3 separate regions of the Mus musculus genome follow, and all the other regions are linked to region 1. A link is a contact called in public Hi-C and HiChIP or PLAC-seq data. All regions are on one chromosome and are shown on one strand. Each heading gives the region's core, a stretch centred on a gene start, on an enhancer-like site or on the middle of the called end of the contact. The rest is flanking DNA. Distances are from core to core; before and after follow the strand shown. Region 1 holds the start of Sfrp2 (secreted frizzled-related protein 2). Region 2 has its middle 32 kb from the start of 1700028M03Rik. Region 3 overlaps Tmem131l (transmembrane 131 like).

The links. A called contact is a pair of places that touch in the nucleus more often than the background predicts. HiChIP or PLAC-seq counts read pairs in DNA pulled down with a chosen protein or histone mark.
Region 2: an H3K4me3 HiChIP or PLAC-seq map of craniofacial prominence shows a contact between it and region 1, with 4 times the contacts expected there. The contact joins the enhancer-like site here to the promoter of Sfrp2 in region 1. A contact is called at or near these places in 2 of 39 promoter capture datasets (cranial neural crest and maxillary cranial neural crest), 2 of 484 Hi-C or Micro-C datasets (nephron progenitors and palatal mesenchyme) and 3 of 115 datasets of contacts at active chromatin or transcription factors (craniofacial prominence, embryonic limb bud and embryonic stem cells).
Region 3: a Hi-C map of cerebellum shows a contact between it and region 1, with 2.8 times the contacts expected there. The contact joins the enhancer-like site here to the promoter of Sfrp2 in region 1. A contact is called at or near these places in 4 of 39 promoter capture datasets (the 3T3-L1 cell line, embryonic stem cells and maxillary cranial neural crest), 1 of 15 datasets of contacts at CTCF or cohesin (embryonic stem cells), 4 of 484 Hi-C or Micro-C datasets (cerebellum, embryonic stem cells and palatal mesenchyme), 5 of 115 datasets of contacts at active chromatin or transcription factors (all in embryonic stem cells) and 4 of 9 other capture datasets (adipose tissue, embryonic stem cells, liver and 1 more).

The regions. Positions count from the first base shown.
Region 1 is chr3:83,764,366-83,768,929 of GRCm38.p6, forward strand. Sfrp2 (secreted frizzled-related protein 2) reads left to right here and starts at 1,956. Exons shown (of 3, transcript NM_009144.2): 1 at 1,956-2,678. The coding sequence starts at 2,177.
Region 2 is chr3:83,539,484-83,544,047 of GRCm38.p6, forward strand. No RefSeq gene overlaps it. Among named protein-coding and RNA genes, the nearest start is that of 1700028M03Rik, 32 kb to the right of the region's middle. Within about 2 kb of position 2,253, at least 13 of the 459 cell types and tissues checked have an H3K27ac peak or open chromatin away from gene starts, as enhancers often do. A contact at or near this core is called in palatal mesenchyme, where this site is marked.
Region 3 is chr3:83,902,188-83,906,751 of GRCm38.p6, forward strand. Tmem131l (transmembrane 131 like) reads right to left here. Exons shown (of 35, transcript NM_172681.4): 30 at 4,160-4,238; 31 at 2,846-2,928. Among named protein-coding and RNA genes, the nearest start is that of Tlr2, 63 kb to the left of the region's middle. Within about 2 kb of position 2,699, at least 18 of the 459 cell types and tissues checked have an H3K27ac peak or open chromatin away from gene starts, as enhancers often do. A contact at or near this core is called in cerebellum, where this site is marked.

The DNA.
Region 1 (4,564 bases), core at 706-3,205:
CGGGCAAGCAAGCGGGCAGAAGCGAGAGCTTGAGCCCGGTGTTACTGGAGACTCCCGTAAGACTTCGGGCGACCCCTCCTGGCGAGCGAGACAGACGCAGGCTCCCCAAACAATGCCTAGGCCCGCGGTAGTGCGCCAGGCGCATGGGCAGCCCGCTGCACTCCGAAACACAAAAGCGAGTGACTCAAACTAGACGAATTGGTGGTGGGCTTCTTGATCTTCCACTCAGGGGATCGGCAGGCGGGAGGTGACCCCATGGATGTACTTTGGGGCCACGAGTAGTGAATACCTGAGAATACTAGAATTCCATTTCAGCGTTCAGCCTGTGTAGCTGTTTGGTTTAACTTTTTTGTATTTGTGTGGTTTATTTTCAAACTAGTTTTTACCTGGGGAGAAAGTCTAAGCCTCTGGCTGCTTCAGCTAGACACGGGAAGGTCTAGAGCCAATTGGATGGAAACGGCTCCACTCAGGCAGGCCTTCAGCAGAGCAGGAAAGATGGAGCTGGACTTTTAAAGACTCCCATTGCGGGCTCCCTCTGGGTGTTTACCTGCTTCGACTATGGCCAGAAGTGGGTAGGAAATAGCATTTTATCGTCCTCTCGTCACTCCTTAAACTCTCATAAACTGCGGGACCACAAAATGTGCTGACCCCCTAAATCCTGAGCTCACCATCCAGATGGATGGAAAATGTAAATCAGGCAGCAAACATCCAACCCAGCTGTTAAATCCAGGAAGCAGCAACAATGTGTCCACCTTACACTTGAAAGAGGATTGTTGGGGGGGGGGGGGGCAAAGAGGGGAAGTCACTACCCAGGACTTGCAAGGTCCCACTTAAAGAGAGGCTGACTCTTAAGACAAGGGAAGGTTTGGGGAAGAGACACCCCCCCCCTTAACCCACCCCCTGCGCACGTCCAAACTGTCTCTCTGTACTCCTTTCCCCGCCTGGCACCTTACAATCCACTTACCCTAACATTAGGTTCCCTGTTCTACAGAGCAGAGGATGGCCCGATGGGTGACCAGGATGGCGTGACCAGGATGGGTGACCAGGATGGCGTCCCTGGTTGTTAGGGGATGAATGGGCCAACTATGCTGAGGACATGACTAACTCTTGTGACCACAGAGGTCTCTGCCCGTTCCTGCCCACCTTCTGACCTTGGTACTCATAAGCCCCATTTATTGCTTTGGTGGCCTATACTGAGGTAATCCTGAACCCCTATGTATTAGAGCCCGTGCAGCCTTCAAGCATAGACATCTCTTCAGAGGTCAAATTTTCTCCTCCAAAGAGGAGAAATGGCGGGCAAATTCGTGATGCCTCTGACAAGTCCTCCACAGTGACAAAATCCTATAGACACCCCAGCAAAATAGCAACTCCGTGCATGGCTGCAATTCCATTTTATAAGTCAGAATGTGTCGTGAGGCTGTGGAATCACATTGCTCAAGCCAGTCTGCTCAACTTGGGCTGGAGAACCGGGAGGAAAAAGCCCAGGCCACAAAGAGTCTAGTACTGCTGGTTTATGGTTACTCGGGGACAGGGACGCAGTGCTGAGACTTAAAGGCTGCTGCACATCGATACGGGCGCAGGCCACGCGGGGCGTGAAACGCGTTCCAGCCCTGATCCGACTGCAAGGCAGCTAGCCCGGCTCCACGCGTGTCCTCGACTTTCGTTGCCTCCTCCTCGCTCTCCCCTCGCTCTCCCTGGGACAGGGTGGCCCGCGCTTGTCTGCTTGCAAGGCAATCACCAGAGCGCGCGCGCAGGGGCTGCTGCCTCGGGGTGGGGGCGCAGCCCGAATTTCCTGCCAGCGAGCGCGTGAGGGGCATTCTCAACGCAGCCAGCCCCAGAAAGTAGTGACCGGCCTCCTCGGATTACTCCGGTTTGGCTCCTCCCTTGCTCCCCCTCCTCCACCTCCAGATTTGCATAAAAAAGGCCAAGAAAACTCTGGCTGGGCCCCAGCCTCTGCTCACTCTGCTCCCCCGGGTCGGAGCCCCCCGGAGCTGCGCGCGGGCTTGCAGTGCCTTGCCCGCGCCGACCTCCCGGCGCCCGGCTTCGCGCGTTCGCGCCGCCCGCTGTCCAGAGCCCCCACGAGCAGAGCGAGGGAGTCCCGGACGAGCTCGAGCTCCGGCCGCCTCTCGCTTCCCCCGCTCGGCTCCCTCCGCCCCCCGGGGGTCGCTAGTCCACGATGCCGCGGGGCCCTGCCTCGCTGCTGCTGCTAGTCCTCGCCTCGCACTGCTGCCTGGGCTCGGCGCGTGGGCTCTTCCTCTTCGGCCAGCCCGACTTCTCCTACAAGCGCAGCAACTGCAAGCCCATCCCCGCCAACCTGCAGCTGTGCCACGGCATCGAGTACCAGAACATGCGGCTGCCCAACCTGCTGGGCCACGAGACCATGAAGGAGGTGCTGGAGCAGGCGGGCGCCTGGATTCCGCTGGTCATGAAGCAGTGCCACCCGGACACCAAGAAGTTCCTGTGCTCGCTCTTCGCCCCTGTCTGTCTCGACGACCTAGATGAGACCATCCAGCCGTGTCACTCGCTCTGCGTGCAGGTGAAGGACCGCTGCGCCCCGGTCATGTCCGCCTTCGGCTTCCCCTGGCCAGACATGCTGGAGTGCGACCGTTTCCCGCAGGACAACGACCTCTGCATCCCCCTCGCTAGTAGCGACCACCTCCTGCCGGCCACAGAGGAAGGTAAGCCTTCCCTATTCGATCCACCCACTCCCAAGAAGCCTGAGGTGCTAGGACCTGGGGAGTGGGGTGGGTGGGGTGGGGGACACCCCGCAGCCACCACTCCACATCCTAGTTTGTCCAGGCTGGAGGTCCCAACCTTGGATATGGCAGCTCTCCTTGCCCTAATCTGTTGCCATACGGAGTTAGAGATATCCACCCATGCGCCAAGATTCCTCCTTGGTTCTAACAGTTCCTCTTAGGTAGTTAAGAAAGCCAAACAAAAGTGGCAAGCCTTTTTTTAAGATTCTTGCTCTGCGTCCCCGCTTCTGAAAGCATTTACCATGATTGGGTCCTAGTGATGAGCACCCAGGCTCAGCCTCTCTCTGCACGTTCTTGTCCCACTGGATAAAAACAAACGATACACGTTGATCACCTTTTGAGATTGTTTTTTTGTCCTTCGCCAATGTAGGTTTGGAGATAAAAAAACGAAGACTGTCTGGGAGCGAGTGGAACCCTGACTATTGGTTTTAACTCCCCAGGTGTTTGGGGGAGAGAGGCTAAAGGCAATCAACAGGACTCATCTCTCTGTCACTATCTGCTTTTATCTTAGGAGTGGTTTTAATTAGCTGGGGAAAAAATCATGCAGAAGAGTTCCCTCAAGTTTTTAGAAAACAGAGGGAAGTTCATAGGCAAAAACCATCAAAGCAATGAAAACCTCATGCACTCTTGATACTTTTCCTGAAAGGAAAAAGTATACAATGTGTCTGAGCTGATTTGGGCCCCGGAGATAGAAAAGGGGGCTTCCTTACCCCTCTCTGGCTGCAGCCGCATCTCCCTTTCAATCGCTAATTTTTTTCCTGCAGACATCATTAGTTAAAGAAAATACAAAGTTGTTTAGCAATCTTTCCTGGCAGGCACCATGAGTCTGCAATCATCTTATTGGTTAGGTTTCTAATTTATTGCAAATGTTTGGCATTTTTCAAACATTTGCCCAACATATACAATAGAATAACCAATACAGGTTGGTAGCATTTCATACACACTCCGAGCCTCCCGATTGGAAGTGTTTCTCTCTGGTTGGGTAGGGCTGGGGTTGTTTTGTGGGGGTTGCCTTTGTTGTTTTTCTTCCTGCCATCAACCCAAATAGACACAGGGTATTCCTCCAGAGTTCACTTTCCTCCTTCAAAATAAGCCTGGACGCCTGCGAAGTTTGCTTGATATTTTCAAAAATCAGATAACTTTTCTTTTATGGGTCACAAGGTTTTTTTTTTTCTTTTTCCCTGTGAAAATTTGATTTCATACTAGTGAAAACCTACAAGATTGCACTTGAATTTTAATGATATCATTGGGCATATTTATAAATTAGAGAAAGAAAGTGTTTCCTTCATGAGAGTATGTTTTTTCACGAGGGCCCCAGACAGACTGATAGCTGTAAGCCCACAGCGCGCGCGCACACACACACACACACACACACACACACCGGGTCTGTTCAGACAAACCCCACCAGGAAGTTCTTACTCACTCACATCGCCTTGTCCCTAGGTTTATTTGCTGGCACAGGCAAGGCTAGGCAACAAGCACCTGTACCAAGGAGCTGGAGTGGGGGGATAATGAAATAAATCATAACTGAACCGCAGACTTGGCAGGGAGTACAAGGTGAAGGAGAGCCGGTTATTTGCTGGCTGTGGGAATGACTGAGCTGTGCTTCCAAGATGCAAACAAGCAGGCCCTATAGGTTCCTCGCAGCACAGCACTGCCATCCTTCCCAGCCCAGATGAGGAAAAAAAAAATCTGCAAAAGATCCCTAGAGCCCTGCTGAGCAGGAGGGGCTTTCTCCATGTCCTGCAGATGAGAAGCATCTTTCCATTGTGTTTTATGGTTATACCTTTTCCCATGCCCCTGTGGGG
Region 2 (4,564 bases), core at 1,003-3,502, 220 kb before region 1:
CTCTCCCCTCTCTCCTCTCCCCTGTCCCCTCTCCCCTCTCCCCTCTCTCTCCCTGGTTCTGTCAGGCTGCCAGGTCAGGTTCTCCAGGGATGAGGTTGGTGAGGAGGTACACAGATGGATTTCCAAGGATCTTTTTTCTTATCCTCACATGGCCCTCAAGTATCACCTTCACTTCTTCTCCATCCACCAACACCTGTTGCCTTCAAAGTTTCCCCCTTTCTATGTTGGGTGTTCCTAAGCCTAAACCTTGACAGTCTATTTGTAAATCTGAGCATGGCTTGCTTGGGAGATTTGAGTGGGTTTCACAGCTTGGCTCTACAGTCTGGTCGGCTTGTGGACAGAGAATATCCATTTCAGGATAGGAGCTTCATCTTTCTTTTCTACACTATCTTTACTAGCTTCTCTGACTCCATGCCTTCCTTTCATCTTTTTGTAGAAGGCCTCAGAAAGATGTACCCTATTTCTAAGTCCATGGCACCTTCTCCATCCCAGTCTAAAGAAGGCTAAGATTTAATTGTTGGTGGTTACCTCTGTTCCTCACTCTCTCCTCTGTCTCCTCTTCCTACCAGAGGGCAATCATTCTGTTTGGTACAATTTGTCTTCTTTATGTATATTCTTAGGGAATTTATAAATTACTTATTTATGTGAAACTTTTCATTTACCTGAGTGCTATTGTACACCGCAATATATTCTATTATATGCCTGCTGCCTTTGTGTCTTTTGTCATCTTTTTCTCAGCATCTCGCTTGCAACAGTGTACGAGTTGCTGTTACCAGATGCACAGTACTTTGTGCCTTGTATCTGCCCCATAGCATCTGGTCAGCTAAGGAGTGTGAGTGCCACTATCAACCTTTAACCACAAACAGTATGCAAATGAGCATCCTTGCCGTCCTTGAACAGGCCTCTCTCTGGACCCATGGGAGAACTTGTTTGGGAGATGAGCTCAGTTAGTACAATAGTATGCCCATGTTGTTCCTCAAGGCCTTGTCAAGGGACTCTTCTCCCTGTGGCACACAGGGGTTCCTCTACCTTCAATTCTATTGCAGCATCTGGTATGTGGGGATGAAGTACTTAAGAATAAGTACCATATTTTTATAGAATAAACTTTATACTCTCTAGCCCATAGATTCCACAATTCTTTCCAAGTTTCAAAACTGAGTGATGTTATACATTTCTGTATACAGAAGAGAGTCTTTTCAAAAAGAACGTGATAATGGTTCTGTTAAATTGCAGGAGTAATGGAATAAAGTTCGAACTATTTTGAGCAAATTGGTCCCCAAGTGTGCTAGACTAGGGGGAAGGGAGAGATGATTATGGTGTCTGGGTCAGTTTCAGAAATGATGGTTTTGGGTGGCTCCCTTCTTACCCGTGATACCACAGTCTACTTTGTTCCTCAAAGCTCTGTATTCCCCCTCCTTCTCAGAAATGCTCAGAAGCCCCCTCTTTGTCACAGCTCTGCTTCCCACAGGTTAGAACTTTCTGGAGGTTCCTCTCTCCTTCACCTAAACTGCATGCAGCAGCAGGACGACAGCCCCATCCTTCCCTTTGACTTAATTGATATCAGTTGTTTGCCATTTTCACTGTTGGATGGGAGAGATTGAAATAGCTCTCCATCACTGAAAAGCTGTGCACCCCAGGGAAGGAGGGAAAAGCCTAGCAGAGAGGCACCCTTCCAAGTCAGTATGCATAAGAGTGTTTCTGCAGGGCAGCTGGCCTAAGTACACACACACACCTTCCCTCCCTACCCCTTCTTCTCCCCTCTGGGCTTTCTCCTTCATGACAGTCTAATGAAGGACTGGGCTGGGAGTGGAGGTCCCCTGATTACACACAGATCTATACGTGCACATACCAAAGAGAAAATGCATATAATCATATTAAGGCAGTTTGTTTTCCTATCTCTATAGTTTATAGTGATGTAAAGTTGACAGTTTCTAGGCATTGGCTTTCCCTAAATAAGCCCTCTGTGTTTTTCCTGGATGTGAAAGATAGTATTCACAGCCAGCAAAGAGCACTTGAGAAATTCTTGGGGACTGAGTGGTGCTCCGGTCCATCTTCCTTGCTTAACAATCAATGAATAACTCATCAAAAAGTGCGATTCCATCTAATTAAAATCAGCAAGGCAGTCTATGGAATCGAAGCCATGCGGACCAAACTATTTGGATCGCAGAACTCAGACATCCGATAGCTCCAGCCCAAGCCTGCTGCTTTCCAAATGTGGCAGCACAATCACTCACACTGTGGAGTCTGCTCAGCATATCCCCTGAAGCTCACACCTCCCTGGGTCAAGTCTGTGTTCACACGGATTTGCTGTAGACACTGGCAACACAAAGCAGGGCCTCTGACGCAGCACTCATTTAAAGCTTCTTTTCAAACAGGAGAGCATTTGTGCTACACGTATGCTCATTAGGAAGTCTCCACCCAGAGCTATCAGGCACAAGGTCTTACCCAGACATTAGCACACTCAGGTTGATCCTCAATTTGGCATGACTTTTTCAGCTTTGTTGTTCATTCAGATACCTCCTTGGGTTGAACATAGCGCTCCAGACCTGTCTGGGACTCTCTTTTGCCTTTACCTCAGACATTGTTCAATATCCCGTCATGACTTCACTTTCTTAAATCTTCGAGTTTCTTAGAAGAAAGGAGATAATTTAAAGGCAAAATCAACAAAGGACTCTTTCAAACTAAATGGTCTCTATTTTCAATAAACTAAGTTATTCAGACCAGCTGAGAAAAATTGCACTTTAAAAAGAGTCAGACAAGTGCTAGGCAGTGGTGGCACATACCTTTAATCTCAGCACTCAAGAGGCAGAGGCTGCAAACCCCTTCAGCTCCTTCAGTCCTTTCTCTAGCTCCTTCATTGGGGACCCTGTGCTCAGTCCAATGGATGGCTGTGAGCATCCACTTCTGTATTAGTCAGGCATTGGCAGAGCCTCTTGGGAGACAGCTATATCAGGTTCCTGTCAGCAAGCACTTGTTGGCATCTACAATAGTATCTGGGTTTGGTGGTTGTATATGGGATGGATCCCCAGGTGGGGCAGTCTCTGGGTGGTCCATTCTTCAGTCTCTGCTCCACACTTTGTCTCTGTACCTCCTTCCATGGGTATTTTGTTTCCCCTTCTAAGAAGAATCGGTGTCCACACTTTGGTCTCTAACCAGTACCCCCAGAGCTCCCTGGCACTAAACCACCAACCAAAGCCATGGTGGGACTCATGACTCCAGCTGCATATGTAGCAGAGGATGGCTTAGTCGGTCATCAGTGGGAGGAGAAGCCCTTGGTCCTGTGAAGGTTCTATGCCCCAGTATAGGGGATTGCCAGGGCCAGGAAGCAGGAGTGGGTGGGTTAACGAGCAGAGAGAAGGGGGATGGACAGGGGTTTTTAAGAGGGGATAGGGGATTTTAGGAGGGGAAACCAGGAAAAGGGATAACATTTGAAATGTAAATAAAGAAAATATCTAATTAAAAAAAGAAAGAAAGAAAAAGAGGCAGAGGCAAGTAGACCTCTATGAGAACTGGCCAGCCAGATCTACAGAGCAAGTTCCAGGATAGTCAGGGCTACACAGAGAAACCCTGCCTCAATACTCCTCCCAGCCCCAAAAGAAAATTAAATAAGCATACATTTAGAAGACTTTCATCCTTGTGAATTGACATATTCTGTGCATTTCTATGCCGTGGAGTTTTCTCCAAGTGAACTGAGCCAGTTGGGGATCCCTGCCTACAACAAATGGTGTACAACCCCTCTGTTCATGTACAATGGTATTCACAGACACTGGCTTCTTGAGAAAAGGGCAGATCAGCCAGGGTTGAGTGTAATGATTCACCAGGGTGAATCATGAAACCATCTGATCCTAACTGGTCATATGTACCTACGGAAATGCATCTCTTGAGCAAGGTATAAGAGTCATTTTAAAATGTCTTGGGAACGAAGCATTATAGTATACACAGAAGGGTAATGGTTAACAAAGATCAAGTAGTTATTACTATCCTGAATTATTGTATGCATTACCCCTCACCGAATATCAATGTCCCCATTTTACTGATGAGAAACCTGAGGGCAGAACAGTTGAATAAGAAAACTTCCCAAACATAAAAAAAGAGATGCCCATGATCATACAAGAAGCATACAGAACTCCAAATAGACTGGACCAGAAAAGAAATTCCTCCCGACACATAATAATCAGAACAACAAATGCACTAAATAAAGATAGAATATTAAAAGCAGTAAGGGAGAAAGGTCAAGTAACATATAAAGGAAGGCCTATCAGAATTACACCAGACTTTTCACCAGAGACTATGAAAGCCAGAAGAGCCTGGACAGATGTTATACAGACACTAAGAGAACACAAATGCCAGCCCAGGCTACTATACCCGGCCAAACTCTCAATTACCATAGATGGAGAAACCAAAGTATTCCACGACAAAACCAAGTTCACACAATATCTTTCCACGAATCCAGCCCTTCAAAGGATAATAACAGAAAAGAAGCAATACAAGGACGGAAATCACGCCCTAGAACAACCAAGAAAGTAATCATTCAACAAACCAAAAAGAAGACAGCCACAAGAAC
Region 3 (4,564 bases), core at 1,449-3,948, 140 kb after region 1:
GCCAGGCCGCCTTAGCACTGCATGTAACATGCCTAGCTTTCACAAGAGCCAAAGGAAGCACTACACTTCTGGTATGGGACCACCACTGCCTGCCATACCACACAGGGCGGAACCAATGTCTGCCTGTGGCTCCACCAGGAACACGCAGCAAGCTCAGGAGAACAATGCTTCCCACCCATCAAGTCTTGGGTTCCCTAAAACCAGGAGTCCATCCCGGTCTGTGTTATCCCTGCAGCAATGGAGGAAGAACTGACAGACGAAGCTCACGTCTCTTGATGTCCTGTGAGACTTGTCTAAGCCAGAGTCTCTTGTTTCCAGACAAGACATTAACTTCTGAGTAGGAAGAAAAATCTCAGGGGCTTCCCAGCCCTGACAGTCATGTCATCCCACTTATGTGTAACACATAATGGCATGCAGTAAAAAGGAGGAAGGCAGAAGGAGGTCACCTGTCAGGCCGTCAGAAAGGACTTCTGGGAGCAGGTAGTCAGGGAGGAGACGGGGAGCAAGCTGCCAGGCTCTACAGACTGAGACGGGGAGGGTGACCCGGGAAAGAAGGCCCCAGGATGACTGAGATCGGGGCCTAGGCCGTTAGAAAGAGGGACTGGAGGTGCGAGCACTGTGTACAGTAGCTGTTAGACTCCGAACAAAGGTGTTCAACCACAAGTTGGCTGTAAGATAGTTTACATTTCAGGAGAGAGGCCCAAGCTATAGACACAAATCTGAGAGATGTGGGAATTCAAGATGAGACTTGAAGTTTTAAATGTGGAGAAGACTGGCAGAGGGGCCAACCACAGAAAAGAGGGACGAGCAGGAATCAAGGCTCAGGCTCTGGAGAACCAGGGTTCCTCTGGGGTGATGAGGAAATGAATGCGCAACCACGACAGAAACTGGTCTATGGGGACCAAGGATGGGGTAACACTGCCATGTCAGGGGCTTGACTTCTGCTTCAGGGGAGCAGTGGTGAGAAGGTGGGGACACAGGCATTGAGGGCGAGGACAGAGGGAGCTGTCATCACCAACACAGACTCCCTAAGGAGGCCTCTGGGCCAGGAGCCATGGAACCCAAGAGCAGGCAGAGATGGACATCCTGAGGCAGGGTATGGCTACTGCTGGGGTCTGACAGATGAGGGGTCACCGAACACTCATGTCCTGACAGGAAGGACTTATTAGAGGACTTATTAGCAACTGACAGTGGAGAAGGGGCAGGAATGGGCGAGACTCCCAGGACAGGAGGAGGCAACAGGAGAGAAGCAGACGGCCTTCCATGGTAGGCCAGTGTGGGTGAGGAGAACTTCTGAAGGTCTGGAGTAAAAAGCAAGAGCAACTAGATTGAGGCAGAAGGCAAGTAGACCAGGACAGCGGATGCCGCTGTGGGTAGTTGAGAATAGCAGACCTGCTGGGGCTGGGCAGGACTAGCAACACCACCATGAGCTTTGCAAAGGCAGTTACCTATGGAGGTCAAGGAATTCACTCCCCAGGGGCCAGGCATTTTTGCAGGGCAGGGGCAAAAGTAGCAAGGTGAGGGAGAGCACAATGGGCAGGACAGTGTCCATGCACAGCAGACCAGGGGACAACTGACCTCATCAGGACTTGGCTAAGCAGTGCAAGAGGTGATTTAAAAAAAAAAAAAGTAGTTCTTAATGGGTAGCAGGTAACGACATCTGAAACACACATGTAAACCCAGCCTGGGACACCAGGTTTCACAGAAACTCTAGCAGACAGAAGAAAAGCAGAGTAGCCGCCACTGAGGTAAAGCCAGTTTTTGGTGTGGGGATGGAACCCAGAGCCTGGTGCTTACCAGGCAGGGGCTCCTCTGCTGAGCTCTGCTAGCCCTGGGTATCTGGAGTTTGTTGCTTCTTAATAGAGGAGAGGATTAACTAAATCTTATCCTCTAGTAACTCACAGAAATGAGTGAGCCAGCCAAACCTTCATCCAAACCTTGGCTTGGCAAAGTAGAAATGACTGAAATTTGCATTTTCTTTCATTGGAAACATTTGTGTTGTATGGATTAATGACTGGGTCCAGTTCACCAACAATTTATTTCCACTAATGATCTGACAAGTCCAGAACATTTGCAAGATGGCAACGAGGCAGCTTAATCTTTCCTCTTACTCTCCAGTGGTTGCAAGCTTTTGCCTTGCCGTGTGGCTCAAGCCGGCCTGGAGCCCTCCCCCCTCCGGGCAGCACTGTGTGTCAGAAGCTTCTGTGCACAGAAACAAGTGCGTGTGTCAAGCCTAAAGCTGCCACAAGGGAAAAACTCGGGCACGTCCTGCCACAACTCCTGACCCTGATTTGGAAGAACCCCAGAATAAGACAGGATGCCAGAAAAAAGACAGACGGAAAACGAAGAGAAAGAGTGTTAGGGTTGGGAATGGATGGTGGGAGGCAGGGCTCCTCACTGGAGGCCCCAGTGGGAGGCAGGGTTTCCTCTGGCTGTCTTTCCCACCTGCAGGAAGTGTAGGCAGCTAGCGCTCAGCTCTGCCACATCCTGGTGCAGGAGCCTGCCTGTCCAGCCAGGCTGCTGACGCCCAGTTAGTGGGTCCCACACGGAGGGGCAGGCGAGCAGAGCAAGCCCACTGTGCTGGCTTGCTCACACCTCAGCTCTGCTCTCTTGTTTCTGTTATCTCTGACTGGGTCAGTGAGCTCGGTGCAGAGGAGGCTCTGCTGAGAGCTCTGGAACATTTCTGGCTGGCTGTGTCATGGCTGCTGAGGGTGTTCACACTGATGCAGAATGCTTGGCTGTGGATGTCTATCCACAGAGCAGGAGGTTGGGAGGCGCCCCCGGCCTGAGGTGCCTTCTCCAGTGCCCAGCACAGAGCCTGGCTGATGCCTGCCATGAGCCTTACCTTTCTCTTCTCCAGCACCTGCAGGTGTGGCAGGAAGACCAGGACAGGGGGACTCTGTGAACTCAGGCAGGACACTCACATCTCTGCGGGCAAAGGGAAGACAGGAAACCATGACTTCCATGCAGGAAAATTGAAAACCGCATTGCCAAATCTCCTTTGAGTCTGACCATAATCCCTTCAGAAACACAGATATGAAAGATGCACAGAGCCAGGCAAGAGCTGAGGGATACTATGACGTCTTGCCTGAAACAACCAACTGGACTACCGTGGCGTCAGCTGCAGCTTCCAATATAGACAGCAGCAGTCTTCACAGCCCAGTGGCTTTCTACCTCTGACAGGTCACAGGGAGCTTTCATGTGTGTGAGCCAAGTCTTCCTCACACGGCATCCAGGGGCCCTGGTGTCACGCCAAAGTGCTGTCCTGCATGCTGATGCCACATTCCTCTCATTATGAAAGACACTGCTGACCCTCAGTCATCACTGGTTCCACATGGGTGGTCTGAGAACTTCTGGAGGGAGTCCTGCACAGCAGCTGCCGTGTACTGTGGGATGGGACCTACAAAGGCTGAGTGGGCACTGAAAACCCACTCGTCTTTCTCTTGTAAGGATGCCCTAAAAGGCTGCCTGACACTGCCATCACCATTTGTACCAAGTTAGCACTCTCAGTATATGGACATGACTTGATGTATATGGGAAGACTGGCAAAAATAGTCCTGTGAAAATAGTCTCATTTTGTCCCTATTTTGAGACAGGGTTTTGCCACATAATACTGGATAATCAGTCTAGTCCTTAGTAGTGCAAAGCACAGGCTACTCAAATTCATGACAATCCTCCTGCCTCAGTCTTCTGAGTGCCAGAATGACAGGCACATGTCACCATCCATGTTATATGAGGGATCTGTAGAGTTGGCCATGTGTGTAGGTCCTAGAATCTACTACGAATAGAAGCTGGGGGGCAACTGTATCTCTGCTCCCCACCCCCATCCAATGCTGAAGAAAGCATTGTACAAAGAGACTGTGACTATGTCTACCAGGCCCTTGGAGGCACTGAACTATTGGTGCACAGACTGAATTCAAGTCCTACTCAGGGGAGATGGTTCCTAGTGTGGCCACATCGTTGAGAAGACAACAAAACCAGAGAGTCTCCACATGAGCCATGATGATGGTCACTAATATAATCAGATCTGGCTTCTCTGTCTGTAAAAGGCTTTTCGACTTCAGCCTACATAGCAAAGCACCAAGAAGCACCTCACTGACAGAAAAGCAGAACGTGGCCCTGAGGCAGCGAGGAGCGAGGGAGGACCTCCAATACTCACGTAGAGCTGCAGACGTGCTGTGGGAGGCTCAAGGGGACCGAAGCTTCTGAAGGGAAATTCTGTGGGGAAACACCATCTCCTGCATTGAAAGCAAGGTGTTATCAGAGCATGTTGACATGATATAGCTGTTTCACTTTAAACCAGCATACATTCTCGTTCTTTGAATTATGGATGGTTTGCCTGTGTGGGCACAGGTGTGTGTCCCCATGCACGGGGATGGCAGAGGTCAGTGCTGGAGGTCTTCTTCTGTTATTTTCTTGGATGTTGTGACAAGGCCTGCCCCTAAACACAGAGCTAAACCCATGAGCTCCAAGGATCTGCCCTTGCCCCGCCCTCCAGAGCATCACCACACCAGCATCCATGTGGGTGGTGCTAGGTATCCAAGTTCAGGATGCTTTTCCTGTC